2 separate regions of the Zea mays genome follow, and region 2 is linked to region 1. The links are chromatin contacts, called in public Hi-C maps. All regions are on one chromosome and are shown on one strand. Each heading gives the region's core, a stretch centred on a gene start, on an enhancer-like site or on the middle of the called end of the contact. The rest is flanking DNA. Distances are from core to core; before and after follow the strand shown. Region 1 holds the start of LOC103646067 (WD repeat-containing protein 44). Region 2 holds the start of LOC100381487.

Region 1 (4,057 bases), core at 1,079-3,578:
TGCAGATCCAATTTCCCACAAGCGAACAGATTTGTCTGTTGATGCTGACAGTAGATGCTGCAAGGTAGAAAATTTCAATCATCAGAAAGGAAAGGACAAAATAAATAAAAAAATGCAATCAAACCTTACAGAGGGGGGCAATTCATTCAATAATTGTACTGACCTTGTTGTTAGACCATGACAGACTCAGTACGTCACCAGAGTGACCACGGAACTCATGCAGTGGTTGCTTTGAGATCTGGAACACCACTGTTGGAATCACAACACAGGCAGAATCTGCAGATTGCTTCACGCCCTTAACTTTGCATTTCTTCTCATTGTCAGCATCAACAGGACCCAAGCCACTCTGGCGATGAGCTTTGAGGTAAACACAAGAAGGATCATCCATTGGGATTTTGCAGTCCTCAGACTGCGCGACGCCCCAGACCCTGACAACTCCATCTTCCCCTCCAGTAGCAAGAAACTGCCCATCCGGACTAAACTTCATAGCCAGGATGGCACCATCATGGCCCTTAATCACTTGGCCTTGATAAACTGCTGACAGTTCTTTCGACCGCTTCCTGTAGCTGCGGACCTTGACCCTTTCATACCTTCCACCCCTGTTTTGCTCACTCTCTGAGGAGCTGGTGCTAGCCTCATCGCCTCCATGATCGAGGATACCAGACCTCAAGCCCAGCCTCCGAAGCCATCCGTTTCTCCTCCTCTCGACCGCCTTGGGAACACCAGAGAGCTTACCACTGCGGCTCATGAGCCTCTGGATGAAGGACAACGAACTGAAACTCCTGCTCACCTTGCTGCTAGCATCATCCCGGCTGGATCCACTGACAGAATTGTCATCCGAGACACCATCCTCTAAGCTCTTCGTCTCCTCCGTGGACCAACTCGACATGGAGCAGTCGTTCTCATCCGACTGCGACCACGATCTCCCAAATTCCGGCACAGCCTCTTCCTCCTTGTCGACATCGCCCACGGTGGCCACGGCATCGGCCTGCAGGGGAGCCGGGCAGCACTCTAGGCCCATGCTTCTCATGAACCGCTCCCTCCTCTGACACACACTGTCGAGGCTTCCCGACCACGGCAATGCAGGGCCCGGGCTGGGCGCCGGCGACGCCGTGAGCTCCTCTCGCGAGTCAAAGAACGCTTCCTCCTCCATCTCCATCCTACAGCCTACTAGCAGTTGGCACCCTTCCATGGATGGGATGGATCTTCAGCACAAGAGCACACGGCGCTGCGAGGAGAGAAAGATAAACACATCTCAGAGCCCTGGTCCGGTGCGGAGGCGCGGCTTATATAACAGTAAAGCGGCGCTGAATTGGCTCGGCGGCAACTGGGGACGAGAAAAAGGGAGAGAGCGGACGCGGAGGGAGCACGGGTCGGGAGGAGAGGGCGATCAGCATAAACAAATCACGGCGAATCCCACGCATTCAACTGCACGCATCTCCCAAATCCCGCAGCTCGCACGGCCCAAGCGCTCCTGCCTCCTGAGCAATGCATCTGGCCTGGCAAGCCAACCAGCCGCGCGGCCATTATTAAAGCGGGCAGCCAGGCCAAGGAACCGCTGACAAAATTTCAGGGTTTTTTTTTTAAAAATCCCTTCCCCCTCTCAAGACCCGCCGAATTCACCACCACATATCTCGTCGAAACCAATAGATTGATTGATGATGGTAGAGGGGGAATAATGAGGGATTAGAAAAGGAAGAAACTGATGGCAGGGGTGGGGGGTGGGGGGAGAAGCTCACCTGGGCGAGGCAAGCAGAGAATTCGCGCGCACGCTTGGGAGCGGCTGGGATCCAAGAGGGAAAAGGAATCCGTTTTGGTAAGCCTGGGTGGGTGGCTCAGGGATGCCGCGCGTGTTCTTGGCTCGTCGTGGTGGCCGGCCGCGGCAGCATGGCGCAAATGGGTGCCGGTGCGTATTATTGGAGAGGATTGGATTCGAGCCGATCTCACGCGGGCGGGGAGAAAGGAGAGGAGGGGGGGAATTGGAGACGACGGGGCGATTTATTACGACGGACGTGGGAGGCGGAGGAGGAGGAGGAGAGGAGCTGGCCAGCCGTGCTGGGTGTGTGGGGGTCCCAGTCCCGTCCGAGTCCCCCATCACCATCGCCAGATTTGGAGGACGGACGCAAAAATAAATTTCTGAAGATGCACTGTGCTGCTCAGAGGGAAAAAAACGAGGAAAATACTGCACAGTTCCCGCTAAAACAATGCACTGTCGCAGATTTGCCTCTTGCCTCTTAATCATTTCTTGCTGCTGGGTTGGTTCATCTCACACCCTCTGATGACGCCTCTCACACTTTCCTTTCTTTTTATCTTTCCTTTGTTCTTCTGTTCTTCGGTATGTATGTTTTTTCTCTCCTTTTCGTCTCACTTCCGGTCGTCGTTTTGTAGCAGTAATAGGTGGTGAGCTGCTGTAGTAGCAGCGGCAATAAATCGTGCAGGTCTAGGCCTGGGTCTATGCGTACTGCAACCGGGTGCATCGGCGCTGCAGCACACCGATCTGCTCGTGTAACCCTTGCCTGATAGGACCGTCCGCAGAGAGAAAGAGATCTTTTTTTCTGCTGTGGAAAACCGATGTGCTGAGGTTAGCATTAGCAACAGCAGGCGCATGGCCTGCATGCCACGACACGAGCCATTCGTCGTGGCAGTGAATTGTAACAGAAACAGCACAGTACAGTACTGCTCGGCTCTGCATTGGGCAGAACGAACGAGAGTAGGAGGATTACTACTACGATCGATCCCTGCCGTTGGTTCTGAGCAGCGACGAAGGGGGAACACATGTATATGTATGTTGGCACAAATCTGACTCTAGCTAGCTTGTGTTGTGTGCTCTGCAGCTGCAAAGTGTTGCTTGGAAACGGCAAATTACTAGCTGGGCTGGGCGCTCGCGTTGCGCCAAACAAAGGCGCTCATCAAAGCGGGGGAGGGGAACAGTTTGATGCACCTAACATGCTACTGCCGTCCGCTGCTTGGTCCCCCCTTGCGCGTACAGGTGCAGGATGCAGGCGCGCGGTGCGATTTCTTCTTTTACCTATTCACGCAAGAAAAAGAAAAAAAAAACGGGAACACGTCAAAACTATTTCACAGAGCTCGATCTCTTGTTGGCGAGTGGCGACTCGGTCTGGGTCAACCCGTCAGCTGGGGCTGCTGCTCTGTCTGTGTTCGGGTCAGACGGTCAGTAGTGCCGAGCATTTTGATTTTAGCCTGCATCAATTCCAGCCCTTTTTGGACGAGGGAATTTATTTATTTATTAACAGTCGTTGCAGCGGCTAGCCGGCTCTAGGTATTGGAGTGAATTATATAATCTAGATGTCTAGGTTATGATAATTCATAAATAAATTAGTAGATGCTTATTTTAGATTATTGTTTAGCTTTTTATCTACTAATAATTTATGTAAACAAACATCTGTAATAGGATTATATAAACTAGATTACACAATCCAGATTATATAATTTATATAAAATAAGCTGGATTACATACGGGCCCTAAAGACGCATCGGTCAGCAGTGACGTTAAAAAAAACTCTGCATGCATGGAACGCAGCCACCTGCTCTGCATGTGTGGTGGCTTTTGATACATGAGTGAGCAGACTGGGGAAAAAAACACAAAGATAGGTGCTGATAATGGGCTAAGTACGTAGATTCGAGCTGTACGTCCGCTAGTTTAAAGAACCCAGCTGGATATGCATGAGCAGATGCATGGACGACGTATCCATCTCTAGCTAACCCCAACAACCCTGCAGCTCCAGAGTTGATTCGTGGTTGGGCGAAGATGGCAACGCGAGCGCGAGGGCGGCACGGCAGCAACCCCATGCGTCCAAGCCTTTGTGTTTTGTTTATATCTATTTTATCCACGTGCCCATCTTTGCACGAAAGCTGCTGCTCTCTGCTGGGAGCCTGGGAGGGAAGGGAGGTTTACCAGCTGGTTGATTTGGTGACAACGAGATTACAAGAGGATTAGAGGATTAAAGGGTAGTTTATTTCTTTTTAATCCCTCGATCCTCTCGTAATCTCTGGTCACTAAATTTCGTCCTTAGACTTATCCGGCGTCTCGGTCTAC
Region 2 (4,057 bases), core at 1,137-3,636, 240 kb after region 1:
AATCCTTGATCGTACTCTTGCTCCGTGCAGAGGCTCAGGGGCTGCTCTCGCAACCCGGCTACGACCAAACTGTTGACAGCGTCAACAAACCAGCTCAGAAACTCGGAACCTGACCATGCACCCGGGCTATGGCCAGGCCGCATGAGGGAACAACCAGGCCGACCGAGACATCACGAAAGGCATTAAGACCTCAGAGGAGTAAAACCACTCCTCCGAGGCCTCGGGGGCTACACCCGGCGGGTGCGCTCGCGCGCACCCATCGGAACAAAATGTAACCGAGAAAGGCCGGTCCCCTCACAAAAAATGCGGCAAAGCCTCCAAGCGAGTACCAACACTCCCTTCGAGGCTCGAGGGTTACTGTCGAGTACCGTAATTAGGGGTACCCCCGACACTCCTAAACACGGCTGGTAACCACCCTCAGCATAAACCGCAAAGACTGATGGGCGCGGTTCAGGTCAAGGCCTCGTCTACCAAGGGACGCAATTTCGCCTCGCCCGAGCCCGGCCTCGGGCGGGAACAGTAGCCCCAGACGAATTCACGCCTCGCCCGAGGGCCTCCTCGGGCGGTGGGCGCACCCTCGAATCGCCCGAAGCCCAGCTCGGGCAGGCTTCGTTGTGAAGCAAACTTGGCCAAATCGCCTCACCAACCGACCGTATCGCGTGCACATTTAATGCGGGGATCGCCTGACACCTTATCCTAACACGCGTGCCTCAGTCGGCAAGGTCGAAGTGACCGCAGTCACTTCGCCCTTTCACTGACCGACCTGACAGGAAAACAGCGCCGCTCGCCCCGCTCCGACTGCTGTGCCACCCACCAGGGTGAGACTGACAACAGCCGAGTTCAGCCTCGGGCGCAACAGGAAGCTCCGCCTCGCCCGACCTTAGGCCTCGGCCTCGGAAGGAGGTCTCCGCCTCGCCCGACCCCAGGGCTCGGCCTCAGCCTCGGCCTTGGGAGGAATCGCGTCCTCGCCCGACCCCGGCCTCGGCCTCAGGAGAAGTCTCCGCCTCACCCGACCTTGGGCTCGGACCGACCACGTCACAGGGGATACATCATTACCCTACCCTAGCTAGCTCAGGCTACGAGGGAACAAGACCGGCGTCCCATCTGGCTCGCCCCGGTAATAGGTAATGATGGTTCCCCGCGTGCGTCCATGACATCGGTGGTTCTCAAGCCCCCTACGGAAGCAAGGAGACGTCAGCAGGATCCCAGCAGCATCGACAGTTGTGCTTCTACAGGGCTCAGGCACTTCTCCGACGGCCACATTATCGCGTACACAGGGCTCAAACACTTCTCCGACAGCCACGTTGGCATGTACACAGGGCTCAGGCACTCCTCTGCCAGACACGTTAGCGCATAGCTACACCCCCATTGTACATCTGGACCCTCTCCTTGTATCTATAAAAGGGAGGTCCAGAGCCTTCCTGCGGGGGAGGTCGCGCGGGGGAACGAGCTAACGAACATGCTCTCTCCCTCGCGACGCTTGTAACCCCTACTACGAGCACACCCCTGGTGCGAGATAATATAAGCCACATTCCCCTTGTGTTCCATCTTGCGCCAACCCATCTGGGCAGGGGCACGCAACGACAAATTTACTGGTCGGTCCAGGGACCCCCGGATCCGAAACGCCGACAATCGTACATGGGGCCAACTTGCTATGTACGACCTGTTTGGCAATCTATACCGTGAGGAGGAGGCCTAGCTGCCTAGGTTTTTTCGGTTTTAAAAATTCATTTTTTAGACATTAGCAACCGATCGGTTTTCTATAAAATGAAAAATAGAGAAGTTCGGTTTCAGTTTTTTACTTCGATTTTTCGGTAAAAACCGAATACCAGACTTATACTCAAGACAACACATACAACAAGCTTACATGATAGATTACACATAATTATAAAAAAGTAAAAATTATATAGGTACAAATATTTAGAGATACGTCATACTCATACATCACATATAAATAAGTGAATAACAATTTAATTGTATCACACATTTAATTTACATAATTGAATAGTCAAATTTTAAATTGATAAAGTTTGTTATTCGGTTTTTTTTGTTGTCTCAGTTTGACATACGGTATATACCGATTACGATAAAAAACTGAAATTTTTAGATAAAAAACCGAAACCTAACTATCGAACTAAACTAAAATTTCGGTACGGTTTGGTTTTTGGTCTATGGTAAAAAATTGCCCACTCGTGGTTGGAGGCCGCTTCACACCATTCTTACACGGAGCCGAGGGAGGGAGTGCGCTCCGGTGAAATGTTGGAGGCCGCCTAATCAGGCCCTCGTAGGCCAAATTGACGCGTGCCTCGGAACGATCTGGGCCGCACTCAGCTCAGCCGAAGCAGATCTCCAGAACAACAAACCCGCGAAATTCCATTTTCCAATTATCGCAGGCCCGCTTCTCACCAATTCACCAACCGTCCACTCCCTCGCCCTCGCCGGTGCATCTCGTCGGCGTCGTGCTCTACCACCACCAGTGCACGGCACCCCTATGTTCGTCTCCTTCTGCTCCCCCATCCTTCGTTCTGCGCTTGGAACGTTGGATGTGGGTTCCACCAAATCACGCGGGAGGGCAAATAAACCCTAGTTAGGCCCTCCCGGGATGGAGGCGGCCGCCTCCAGCCTCTCGACGCTGCTTTCCACCTTGCGCGTGAACGGGCCCTGGACGCCGCCGGGAACCTGGGAGTCAGTCATACCTGAGAGCGGTGCTGCTCGCGTCTCTCACCTTGGAGGACGCCCTCGCCTGCAGCCGATCTACGAGCTCGCATCGGTTACTGTGAGTGGAATCTATCACCTACTTTGGTCGTAATTTTAAGAATTCAGCGAGAGTGTGGGTAAAAGATAGCTTGGGGAACTTTTTTCCAGGAAATTATATGCTGCATTGAACATTTTAGCTTTTGGATCCGTAACTTCTTATCTGAAACTCTGTATTTCTATCATATATGAGTACCAATATATTTAGGGGGTGTTTGAATGCACTAGAGCTAATGTTAGTGGCTAAAATTAGCTATAAACATCTAAACACCCTAGTTAATATTTCAGCTATTAGCTATTTTTAGTAAATTAGCTACTAGTTAGCTAGTTATTTGTTAGCTAGCTAATTCTACTAACAAATTTTTAGCCAACTAACTATTAGCTCTAGTGCATTCAAACACCCCCTTAGCATTAGGCCGCTAATAAGTGTGAGGATCATTTTTGTTGTGCAGGATGATGCTTTGATTCATCTGGCCTTGCATGCGCTGTATGGTGTCAAAACATCGTTAGATGAGATTGAGGAGCTTTCAGCACTGTCTTCCTCAAATCCGGCTGACAGGACCTCTAACCGTGTCCCAAATGTGTGGTTACGTTCCTCGAGCACCACATCCATGGGGAGTATTCTCAAATCTTTCCGCTCGACAGGTCTTGCGGTCTTCTTCCTTTGCAAGTTTGTGCACTTTTATCTTTTCCAAAGTCGAGAAATGAACTGTGCAAGTAGAGAAGTTCACGAACATGAAGATTCTGGAGATAAAGACACTAAGCAGCATCAGCCTTACACTCTAGTAAACCAAGCATTTGCAGCAGCAGTTAATAAGGTCCTCGAAGGCTATTTCTGTTCATTGAATACTTTACTAGCATCAATTAGGCTTAGGCGTTCAGTGGGCCAATCTGGTATAGCTTCCAAGATTTCAAATGGAATGAGTTGTGATCCCACTTCAGAGGTCACTCTTCTGGAAGTTTATCTACACACCGAGGAGTTAAGAAGGCATGTTAAATCCCTTGGAAATATTTGTTTCCCTAAGTTTGCAGGTCTTACATTGTGCCAGGAGGGTTTGAATACTGATGCAAATGTGGAGTTTGAGAATTTCCCACGGGGCACCGATTTGCTTTCCTATTTGTATGTCCATATTCGTGTAAGACATCATCTTACGATTTAGGTTTCGAACACTATTTATCTAATCACCGAACATCTCAAGGAAATTCCTAGCTCTGTGCTACTGCATGAGTTATATACTTGATAATATTTTGTATCCACATATGTTTGTAATCATATCTTAGATCTTCACGTGTTAATTATTAT

The links. A called contact is a pair of places that touch in the nucleus more often than the background predicts.
Region 2: a Hi-C map of leaf shows a contact between it and region 1, with 4 times the contacts expected there. The contact joins the promoter of LOC100381487 here to the promoter of LOC103646067 in region 1. A contact is called at or near these places in 3 of 25 Hi-C or Micro-C datasets (bundle sheath, ear and leaf).

What each region holds. Positions count from the first base shown.
Region 1 is chr2:17,953,151-17,957,207 of Zm-B73-REFERENCE-NAM-5.0, forward strand. LOC103646067 (WD repeat-containing protein 44) reads right to left here and starts at 2,329. Exons shown (of 7, transcript XM_020548183.2): 1 at 164-2,329; 2 at 1-57. The coding sequence starts at 1,192.
Region 2 is chr2:18,194,555-18,198,611 of Zm-B73-REFERENCE-NAM-5.0, forward strand. It overlaps LOC100381487, which reads left to right and starts at 2,387. Exons shown (of 14, transcript NM_001361434.1): 1 at 2,387-2,776; 2 at 3,207-3,890. The coding sequence starts at 2,603.